2 separate regions of the Hordeum vulgare genome follow, and region 2 is linked to region 1. Evidence: chromatin contacts called from public Hi-C data. All regions are on one chromosome and are shown on one strand. The core of a region is the stretch at or near the end of the contact, and the rest is flanking DNA. Distances in the headings are between cores, read along the strand shown. Region 1 holds the start of LOC123449121 (beta-galactosidase 6). Region 2 holds the start of LOC123449128 (tyrosine-specific transport protein-like).

What was found. A called contact is a pair of places that touch in the nucleus more often than the background predicts.
Region 2: a Hi-C map of leaf shows a contact between it and region 1, with 5 times the contacts expected there. The contact joins the promoter of LOC123449128 here to the promoter of LOC123449121 in region 1. A contact is called at or near these places in 3 of 6 Hi-C or Micro-C datasets (leaf and seedling) and 1 of 1 datasets of contacts at active chromatin or transcription factors (embryo).

What each region holds. Positions count from the first base shown.
Region 1 is chr4H:495,572,741-495,578,282 of MorexV3_pseudomolecules_assembly, forward strand. LOC123449121 (beta-galactosidase 6) reads left to right here and starts at 2,052. Exons shown (of 17, transcript XM_045126213.1): 1 at 2,052-2,998; 2 at 3,102-3,197; 3 at 3,576-3,688; 4 at 3,809-3,875; 5 at 3,988-4,224; 6 at 4,349-4,543; 7 at 4,646-4,733; 8 at 4,837-4,955; 9 at 5,170-5,331; 10 at 5,434-5,542. The coding sequence starts at 2,822.
Region 2 is chr4H:496,527,159-496,532,700 of MorexV3_pseudomolecules_assembly, forward strand. It overlaps LOC123449128 (tyrosine-specific transport protein-like), which reads right to left and starts at 2,494. Exons shown (of 7, transcript XM_045126224.1): 1 at 1,847-2,494; 2 at 824-1,217; 3 at 163-300; 4 at 1-33. The coding sequence starts at 2,182.

The sequences.
Region 1 (5,542 bases), core at 802-3,301:
TCTTTCCACAACTTCACCCACTGTTGCAAGAAAAATCATCTCTCTATGACCTCACGAAGCCGCACGAGTAGGGATGTAGGCGGACATCCCACATAAATCCGCATAACATAATATTTGCCCAAATTAAAGTAATTCGACAAAAAAATTACAACTGATCTGAGATATTTTAACTTGGAAACGGAACGGATCGGATGTTGCTCTACATCCCTACACACGACATCATAGCTGATTTCCTGGTTGATCACCCCATCTCCCAACGGCTTGAGAGAAAGGTGCAGCGCTAGCCTTCTCCGCTCGCGATCCTGATCCGAAGCAACAAGATCACAGAAACGCTCGTGTCGCCTCCAGGGAGGCGACTCGGGCGCCCTAGCCGCCGCCGCCCTCGACCTCCCTCCTCCCCTGCTTCCCGCCGCCGCCGGAGGAGGCCGGCGAGCGAAGCTCGCCCGACGGACGGCGGACGGCGGGCCTTCCTCCCTTCTTCACGAGGGGATCCTCTGGCTGAGATGCGACGGCGTTCCTGGGCGTACGGCATGGACGCGGAGTTGGCACGCTCGGGCAGCGGCCCGACGGGATCCTGACGGCGCTGCGGGGGCTGCCGGCGGATCTGGGGTTCACAACTCCAGATCGGTTCTCCTTCTCGGATGATGCTGGATCTGAACATGGTGGTGGCGTCATCCCCTTCGTCAGGGATGACGATCAGGTGGTGGGTCCTTGTGACGTTGCCGGTGGCGGCGGATCTTGGGATCCCGCTTTCTGGGGACGTCGCAGGATGTGGTGGCCCGTGCAGGAGAGATGGGTTCTTCGAACAGATCTGGGTAAAAGCTTGCTTTCGGCTACTGCCAAAGCCGGCGATGGCGGCGTTGTCTACGTCATTTCCTTCCTGAAGGCATCGCTGAGGAGAAGTTCAAGGCCACTCTTTGCTACCTTCGGGGGAAACCCTAGATCAGTAGATTGGATGGCGGCGATGCTCTGGTGTTGTTTCCCTCTTGGGGGCGTCATTCATGGAGGTACACACGGGCTCGAGGGATCATTGGGCGGCATCAACGATGGAGCGGCGTTCCTTGTGACACATTGATGTCGTGGAGTCTCGGCGGCGAGGCGCAGCAAAGTCTCGACGACGGATGCGTGATGATGAGCGCGCGTTGGGAGGAGGCGTTGTCTGGCACCGTGGGGGCATCGACGGCAGGCCCTGCAAGGTCGATGCGTCAGTAACTCTTCTGAAGATGGATTGATGGAAAGCGGCGGCGACAACCTATGAGGGTGCGTTGGACCGGTTTGTGCCCCTGACCCGGTATGTGGCTCGGTCGGGGCCTTCGGCTTTAGATGTTAGGCTAGGTGAGAGGTCTGGGTATGTGGCTTACACTTTCTGCACCCCTTCATCATTGGATAGGAGTAGCGACAGATATTGCCAAGAGAACGGCTTCAGATATATTGATGTATTGCTTTATAAGATATTTGTGAATAATTAATAAAATGGCTGCATGCATCTTCCAGATGCACATGCCTGGGGTCATCCTCCTTTAAAAAAAATCCCTACGCACGGCAGCGACAACTGGCTCCTGTCTACAGCTCGCCGCGTCATCATCTTCCACTTCCACTGCTCCAAAATTAAGCCACCACTTTCCACCCTCGCCATTTCCATTTTTCTAGCACAAGATAAGAAACGAAAAGGAGATGGATCCTTCGCCGCGGGACAGTCCAGGACGCCGGCAGTGCAGCATATGATACGCGCGCGGGGACGGGGAAGCGACAAGGCCGTTCTAGACCTGAGCGGCAGACGTGGTACAACTAGCGCTACGTGCTGGTAACGGGGCTGGGGATCGACAAGCGACAACGCCGGCCGGTCACCGCACACGACCCCTGTCGGTGTAGCTAGCCGGCCCCATTTTCTATCTTTCTTTGCGAGGCCAATGCCAAGAGCACATGCCCGGAGGCGTACGGCGAGGGGGAATACTAAACGCTCTCTGCAGCAAGTAAAAAAAAGAAGAGGGGGGTGTAATTTTCAGCGAGGGAGAAAAGAGGGTGAGAGGCAGCAAGGAAGGAAGATGCTTGCATTACTCCCGCGGCCCACCCATCAATCATCCACGCCGTGTGTACCACCGAACCATCACGCCGCCGCCATTAACTACTGCTGCTAGCAACTCGCAGCAGGAGTAAATTCTTTCTCCCTCCCGTCTATCCGATCCGATCCAGTTCAATCTCGTTTTCTCATCGCGATCGCGCACCCCAGGTGTCCGCCATTGTTGCCGTTGCTTGCAAGCAGCAGCAAAACCGGACGCCCGGGGCAGGTCAAGAGCAGGGAAGATCCACGAGAGAGAACACGGCCACACTCCACACCCACCCCATTGCCTGCCGCGAGCGCGCAAAAAAGCCTTTTTAATCGCGGTGGGAGAAGGAGGAGGGGCACGGCACCACCACCACCACCGCATCCACAAACCACAAGACCACAAGGAACAAACAAAGCGAGAAAGCGAGGTGCATTTCGTTTGTGCCCTGCCCATGGGGTGTATATTAAACCACCAGTAGTGTCTCTGGTGTGTGTGCGCTCTGCTGCTCCGTTAAAATCCCATTTCGCCTGGGAAGCCAAGCCACACACCGAGGCACCGAGCTAGCAGCAGCAGCAGCAGCCTCCGGCTTCTCTCCTCTCTTTCTTTTTCTTTTCTCTCACCGCCCCCCACCGAGCAACTCCAGCTGCTGCTCGTCGCCCTCACTCCACTCCACGTCCACCGCGCTACTAGCTCGGCTAGTACACCGAACGCCATCATCCCACGAACAAGGTGCAGTCCTTGTCGCTGTTTCTTCTCAGGAGAGCGACAAAGCAATGGCGGCCGTCGGCAGGCTGCCGAGCGCGGCGGCGGCCCTGCTGCTCGCGCTGCTCTGCCTGGCGGGGACGTCGGCGGCGACCAACGTGACGTACGACCACCGCGCGCTGGTCATCGACGGCGTGCGCCGCGTGCTCGTCTCCGGCTCCATCCACTACCCGCGGAGCACCCCCGACGTACGTCCGGCTCTCTTTTGCTTTCTTTCTTTCTCGTCTGTGCGTGGCCTCTCCCTACTCTCTTCTCCGAGGATAGCTCAACACTGGCTGGCGTTGATTGCAGATGTGGCCGGGGCTGATGCAGAAGGCCAAGGACGGCGGCCTGGACGTGGTCGAGACGTACGTCTTCTGGGACGTCCACGAGCCCGTCCGGGGACAGGCACGTTCTCCACTCCATACCGGCCATCAACCTCTCTCTCTCTCTCTCTCTTGCTGCTGTGCTATTTTCTCTAGTGTCATACTACTTTCGTTTCTCCTTTTCTCAAATCATCTCCTCCAGCTGGTCGTCATGTCATGTGTGAAAGGGCAGTGCTTGCTTCCCCTGCACCCTATGCTTTATTCTTCCCACTCGCTCCCAAGCTCTCTTTAATTACTTACCGATCGTACACTGTCGTCTATCATGAGCTCCCTTCGAACTAGTGACATTTTGCATAGTAAATAATATATTGTGTATTGCATTGTATCGGTATGTGCTACTACTTGCTGTTGCAAAATCAAGCCACGAAAACTCTGACGGTTACGAGCCGCAACGTGACAGTACGACTTCGAGGGCAGGAATGACCTGGTGAGGTTCGTCAAGGCCGCCGCCGACGCCGGGCTCTACGTGCACCTCAGGATCGGCCCCTACGTCTGCGCCGAGTGGAACTACGGGTCTGGATTCCGACTCTACACAATTTCCCCCTGTCCGATCTCGGTTTCAGTAGGAGGAGCGGAGCGGAGCGATGGAGCCTAACCGTGTGCCGTTTGTTGATCGTGTGACCCCGACCGCAGAGGCTTCCCGCTATGGCTGCACTTCATCCCGGGGATCAAGCTCCGCACCGACAACGAGCCTTTCAAGGTACGCGGCGGCATAATTGTGCGAGCAATGCAGCTTGATCGATCGATCCATCATGAGTGAAATGATTCGGTGGATGATTCGGGTTGGGTGGTGTGGTGTGGTGTGGGTGCAGACGGAGATGCAGCGGTTCACGGAGAAGGTGGTGGCGACGATGAAGGGCGCGGGGCTGTACGCGTCGCAGGGCGGGCCCATCATCCTGTCGCAGATCGAGAACGAGTACGGCAACATCGCCGCCTCCTACGGCGCGGCGGGGAAGTCGTACATCCGGTGGGCCGCCGGGATGGCCGTGGCGCTCGACACCGGCGTGCCCTGGGTCATGTGCCAGCAGACCGACGCGCCAGAACCCCTCGTAAGTTCATTTTTTTTTTCATCCATTGTCGGCTCGCCGCGCCCCTGGGTCATCGTTGTTATTACCGGACGGCAGCGAGACTGAATCTGAATGAACTGGGAAAAAAAAACATGGATGGGTGCAGATCAACACGTGCAACGGGTTCTACTGCGACCAGTTCACGCCCAGCTTGCCCAGCAGGCCCAAGCTGTGGACAGAGAACTGGAGCGGCTGGTTCCTCTCCTTCGGCGGCGCCGTGCCCTACCGCCCCACCGAGGACCTCGCCTTCGCCGTCGCGCGCTTCTACCAGCGTGGCGGCACCCTGCAGAACTACTACATGGTACGTGCGCCCACAGCTGATGGATGGTCCTCTGCTCTGCGCTGCTCCTGTGACTAACTCCGGCCGGGTCTTTCTTAACTCTTAACTCTACTCTGTCGGTAGTACCACGGAGGGACCAACTTCGGCCGCAGCTCCGGAGGTCCGTTCATATCCACGAGCTACGACTACGACGCCCCCATCGACGAGTACGGTGAGCACCCGTCTTCTTCCTTTGAGCTGCCCGTGTCTCGATTTTCTCCTTCGGTTCCTGAACAATGCGTTTGATTTTGCCCTTCTCGCAATGCGTGATTCAGGGCTGGTGAGGCAGCCAAAGTGGGGCCACTTGAGGGATGTCCATAAGGCGATAAAGATGTGCGAGCCTGCGCTCATAGCAACCGATCCATCATACATGTCCCTCGGTCAAAATGCAGAGGTACGCGATCCGCTTTTCACAAAAGCAACTTTTATTTAGCCAAAAAAAGAGGGCAAAGCAACTTTCGTTTTAACGAGAAAAGAAAGACAAATCAATCAGCGTCGCGGAGCAAATCTTGTTCAGGAATGATAGTGTATATACCTTTATGGTATGTTCTGTTGTGCTTAATGATGATGATGATGATGATGGTATCTGCATTTTCTTCTGGCTTCAGGCACACGTATACAAGTCCGGTTCACTGTGTGCAGCATTCCTTGCGAATATAGACGATCAGTCTGATAAGACTGTCACTTTCAACGGCAAGGCATATAAACTCCCCGCGTGGTCTGTCAGCATCCTTCCTGACTGCAAGAATGTGGTGCTCAACACTGCCCAGGTATGTGCACTTGCCTTGTTTTAAGACAAAGAAGCCGTGTTTCTGGAACAAATGCTGACCTTGGATCTGATTACGGTACACAAACGATACTACTCTTCGCAGATCAACTCTCAGGTAGCATCTACACAGATGAGAAACCTGGGGTTCAGCACTCAGGCGTCTGACGGTTCATCCGTCGAAGCAGAACTCGCTGCATCTAGCTGGAGCTACG
Region 2 (5,542 bases), core at 1,244-3,743, 950 kb after region 1:
TCGCGAGGTCCCCCTCCAGGTACGCGCAGATCACTGCATGCGCCAACCGCAACGCATTATGTTCAGTACTGGTTTGGTTTGGTTTGGTTGGTACTGTACCATGAACGCTTTGTGTATCTGGCGTGGTGGCAGCACGTGGTTTCTCTTGGGCACGTACGCTACCTGGCGCGATGTCGTGGTAGACCAGCGTGAAGATGATCACCGGCAGCGTCGCTGGAACCTGCTCCCAGTGGGCGTTCGCTGGCAGACTCAGGCCGCCGCCGAACGCCACCGCCGAGACTTCAATCATTAGCAGCAAACCTGTGTCAGTAGACAGATCACGGTGATGAGAGTGATACGCACCAGTGCCCAAGACTTTGCGCCATTTGTAAGGTGTATGGTATCTGCTATTCCCGATATGAATTCCATGTGCAATGCTAGCTACTCCCTCCGTTCCTAAATAGTATAAGTATTTGTAGAGATTTCACTAGTGGACCACATACGGATGTATATAGACATATTTTAGAGTGTACATTCAATTATTTTGCTTCGTATGTACATACCTAGTGAAATTGGTTAAAAGACTTATATTTAGGAACGGAGGGAGTAGATGGAAATGCTGAGACTGCAGAGAAAGCAACGGGCTCACCGGCTCAGAGCAAAGATTTGTCCTGCGCTCCTACGCGTTAATGCAGATCTCAGTAGTGATGTATCCGTTCTTAGTACTACAGTGCTACTTCTATGGTACTGGCCGTTCATCGAAGTGACAACTCACATACACTACTATACGTAGTGTACCACACTGGTACTGGTAGGCGTTGCGAGCAAGCAGTACAGTACGTACCTATCATGAAGAAGGTGAGCACTTGGTTCACTTGGGCGGTGACACCCGTGCCACCGGCGGCGATGAGGAGCGCGAGGGCGGCGGTGAAGGCGGCGCCAGAGACAGGCTCGGGCACGCCGATCGCGCGGGAGAGCACCTCGCCGGACTTGGACGTGTAGGCGACCATGGAAGTGTAGGACAGGAACAGGTAGGCGGTGGCGGCCAGGTTCCCTCCCCACTCGCCAAGCGTCGCCTGCGCCATGCTCTTCATGGATATCACCTCCAGGCCTGCACCATCGCCGCCGTCTTTCTTGCTCTTCCGACGCAGGTGGACGTTGATCTCGGCGATGAGGAGCGCTTCGGCCACCAGGAAGGCCCAGCAGACGACCATGCACACGGCGCTTGGAACGAAACCCTGTGAATTGCCGGAGTAGTAGCATCAAGGACAATTCTGGTCTGTCATGCTACCTTCATTCGCAACATATATTGCTTTACTCCATGCAAGAAAATGTGCGAGTGAAATTATGTGGCGGCATTCCGGATTTCCAGATCATACTAGTAGGTCAAATTACTTGACGCTGTTCGTTGTTCTGCTCCTGGGTATCGTATTTCCAGAACGCGAAAGCTCAAGTTGGAACGATTTAAGATTGATCCCGCCAGCCAAAGATGACGAATGAGACGCCAATTGAATGCGCACAGCGACGCCGGTTGGTGGTCATGGCGGGCAGATACATGTGGCTGTTTTCAGATGTGTTCAATGAAAACTTTCATATGGGGGCCTCCGTGCTTGGGCAATTCACTGTACTGATATGGGTGGTAGATGGGCCATTACTCCATGAAATGCTGACCTTCTAGGGATCGTTGTAGGTGGGACTGTGCAGTGCGGACGGGCCACAAAGGACAATATGATAGTAGTAATAATTTCAACATTTCATTCAGTACAATTTACTTGGCTGATTAATTCTGTTGTGCCACCGTAGATCTGACGCCTGGGCCTGCCATGCCGGTGAAATTCTCGGCAGAACAAAGGGAAGAGAAACTCACCGCGGGCGCGGTGCTCTGCGGCACGGCAAGGATGCCTGACCCGATGCTTGTCCCCACTATGAGCGCAACGGCACCAGCCACGCTCCCTCTCTTCGGCCCGCCACCTGGTGGCGGTGACGCTCCGACGGCATCCGGCAGCGGCGGCGCTTGGTCGCCATCTCCTACCTTCGGGCCGCCACGTGCTCTCACCACGACGGCCCGCGCCCTCTTGCCCGGAGCAGCGCCGCACCGTGTGTCGCCGCCGCCGCGGCAGCAAAGGCTTCTGGATAGGCTGGACGGGACGTGGCGGTGGAGCTTGGCCGGGCAGAGCGCGCGCCGGATGACGATGCCCTGCATCCGGCCGAGCTATGGCTGGCTTGATGGCGGGCTCGGAGCGGGATTCCGGATTCGATCTGGTGGTGTGGTGGTATATTCATCTCATCACTGGAGTGGCCAATGAATATACTGAATCTTCAGCTCGAGTGGCTGCGGACTGCGGTCGTCGTCTACAGAAAAGCGGAAGTTGTGGTGCACACGGCGAGAGCCGAGCGGACGCCGGACGCTAGTCGGAGAGATTCTGGACCGTGCGTGTCTCGAGTCTCGACCTTTGCACCGTACGGGAAAGGATGTGATGTCTGCTACCCGACGGACCGGGGAGAAGATTTTTGCGTGCGTGTTAGAGCATTTCCAACACAAGTGCAACTCCGCGTGCTAAAAAGCAATTTACAGCGTCGGAGTTATCTGTTTTTGCGCGCAGCGGAGCTCTGACTCCAGCGGTCGTTGAAAAAATTATGCGCGCGTCGCGTTCCAGCAGACGTACTAAAAAATTAGTGCGCCACAAATATATCTACAACAAACAGGTCCCTAACATTTACAAATAAGTCCATTTGACCAAAACAAAAACGCAATTAAGTCCCCAATCGTTGGAGCAAGCTAGCTAGCTGATGATCGAATCGCAAGCGTGCTGATGGAATCGCAAGCTAGCTAGTTTGCTGATGGAATTAGCAAGCTACGCACGCGCCGCTTGCCACCGCACGCGAGCTAGCTTGGAATCGCAAGCTCCGCACGCGCCGCTCGCCTCCGGCCACCGCACACGCTCCCGGCCGGCGAGCTCGACGCGGCGAGCTGCAGGAAGGCGGCAAGCTCGAGGCGGCGAGCAGAAGAGTAGCGGCGGCTCCCGGCCGACACGTGCTCCCGGCCGACGAGCTCGAGGCGGCGAGTTGTAGCCGGCGAGCAGAAGGGCAGCGGCGGCTCCGCCCGTGCCGGGACGAGCAGAGGACGAGCATGCAGGAGTGGTGGCGGCGAGCTGTGGCTGTAGCGGCGAGCTCGAGGCGGGACGCGAGGGAGCGGAGCGAGTCGGAAGATTCAGCGCGCTGTACGCTACGCACTAAATATCCCGCGTGCGATGCCAAAAGTCCGAGCGCGCTGGATAGTTTTTGCTGCGTGCTGGGTTTTGCAGCGTCTGTTGGAGAGCTTTTTTCTTCTCCCGCGCGTTAAATTAATGGTTTTTTCAGCACGCCCCTACTTTTAGCGCCTCTGTTGGAGATGCTCTTAGGCCTCTTGCAATGCATTGATGTTTAGATGAGGTGCTAAGTATATTAAAAACTTTAACAACTAGTCTTTTCAATGCATAGGTGCTTAGCTTTTGTTGGTAAGCTTTTTTTATGGAATTATTTAACAATTAAACTTTTTCATGCATTGTTTGATAGTGTTTTTTACATAGGTTCACGTGCTTAACACCGTTTCTTCCTGGGCCACCATAATGCTCTCTCTCCTCTTTAATTGCTTTACCACATCATTATTTTGTCTATGTGGCTCTTTTAGCACCCATGCACTAGGAAGGACCTTAGACGATCTACAGCCGGACTGATCAAATCCGGCCCGAGTCCCACGAACAGGCCGGGCATGTGACGCATAAAAACGCCCATCATAAATCGCTTCATACATTCACATATATTATATCTGGTCTCTTAAATTTATGTAAAATCATGTACGTCGATCAAGAAAACATACCATTGTCGAGCATAAATAATACTGTAACTACCCGAACATAAAAAGTGTTTAATCAAATTTATTTGAAATATACAATCAGTAATTCACTCTTTGATTTTCATTGTGGGTTCACATATGCTCCACTACATCATTTAGGATATGGGTGTGCACTTGATAATCTTGGAGATTTTGATGCATCTGCAGAAAGTTCATAAGTTGAGCTACATCTTGATCTTTCAAGATTTTAACTTGTTCGCGGGGTGCCTCAAAATCATTGATTTGGGCTACACCATCTTCCTCATCCTCGACAATCATATTGTGTAAAATAACACAACAAGTCATCAACTCTCACAAAGTTTCCGATCCCACATCACTGCAGCCCCACGGACAATTCCCCAACGCACTTGCATCACTTCAAATGCCCTCTCCACATCCATCCTAGCTGCTTCCTGCATTGTTGCGAAGTGCTTTTGTTTTCTGCCATCTGGTTCGGATATGGTCTTCACAAATGCATCCCACTGAGGATATATGTCATCGGTAAGATAGTATCCCAAGCTATAGTCTCGGCCGTTGACGGTGTAGTTGCCCGGAGGTGATTCCCCATTGCAAAGCCTGCTGAACACCGGAGATCGTTGAAGCACGTTGATGTCGTTGTGAGAACCCGACATTCCAAAAAAAACATGACAAATCCATAAGTCATGTGATGCCGCCGCTTCTAGTATGATGGTGGAATCTTTGGTGTGACCTTGATACATTTCTCGCAAACCTTTAAGGCAGTTCTTCCATCGCCAATGCATGCAATCAATTGATCCGAGCATTCTTGGAAACCCTCTGTCCCCTCTCCAATAGGCAAAAACTTCTGAGTGTCTTGCACATTTGGTTTTGTGAGATACTCTGCTCCAAACACCTCGACCACAACACGGGCAAAGTTGACAGTAGTCTTCAGGCATGTGCTCTCCCCCATCCTCACCATCTCACCAACCACATCTGCCGCAGTACCAAGTGCAAGCATTCTCAGAGAAGTCATGCACCTCTGTTTGGCAAAGAAAGAGAGTTTACTGCAGCAATCCCTTGTCATCTAGAAGTAGACGCCGTGTGCCTCCACTTCCTTCACAATATGCAAAAACAATGGTTTCCGCATGCGAAAACGATGACGAAACCATGGATCATCCGGGAAAGTTGGGTTTGGAGCAAATTAATCCTTCTGTAGTAGCTTTGCTCTGGATACCCTATCCCAATTGATCACTCTTCTCCCTTTGATTGAGCCTTGAAATAGAGAATATGCTCCACTTGCCAGTCCATTTCCTCTTGCATGGTCATGAGCATGATCATGTCCACTTCATTGTCCGAATCCAATGAATCGAAGAACTCATGTTCAAGCAGTTGATCAAGCTCCGTCGGTCCATACTCCTCGCCGAACGAAGCATCAAAATCCATCATTTCCCAGAAAAATTTGATGTCAGCTACTTCGTATACACCTTTAGGCTCATGTGTGGGATTTCTTGGAGCGTTCTTGAAAGTGCGTTATATCAACTAGAGGGGCGCCGAATAGGCAATTTTGAAAAATTCATCACTAAGGAAATTCCTAGTGAGGAAAGTCCTGAGTCATGAACTGAGTGCAGCGGAATAAGTACTCAAACATATGTGCAAAATCGGTTATAGCTTAGTCCTCAGAGTGAGATGAAATGTCCAGGTTGCACAGGTCACATGATCAGGATGAGCAGG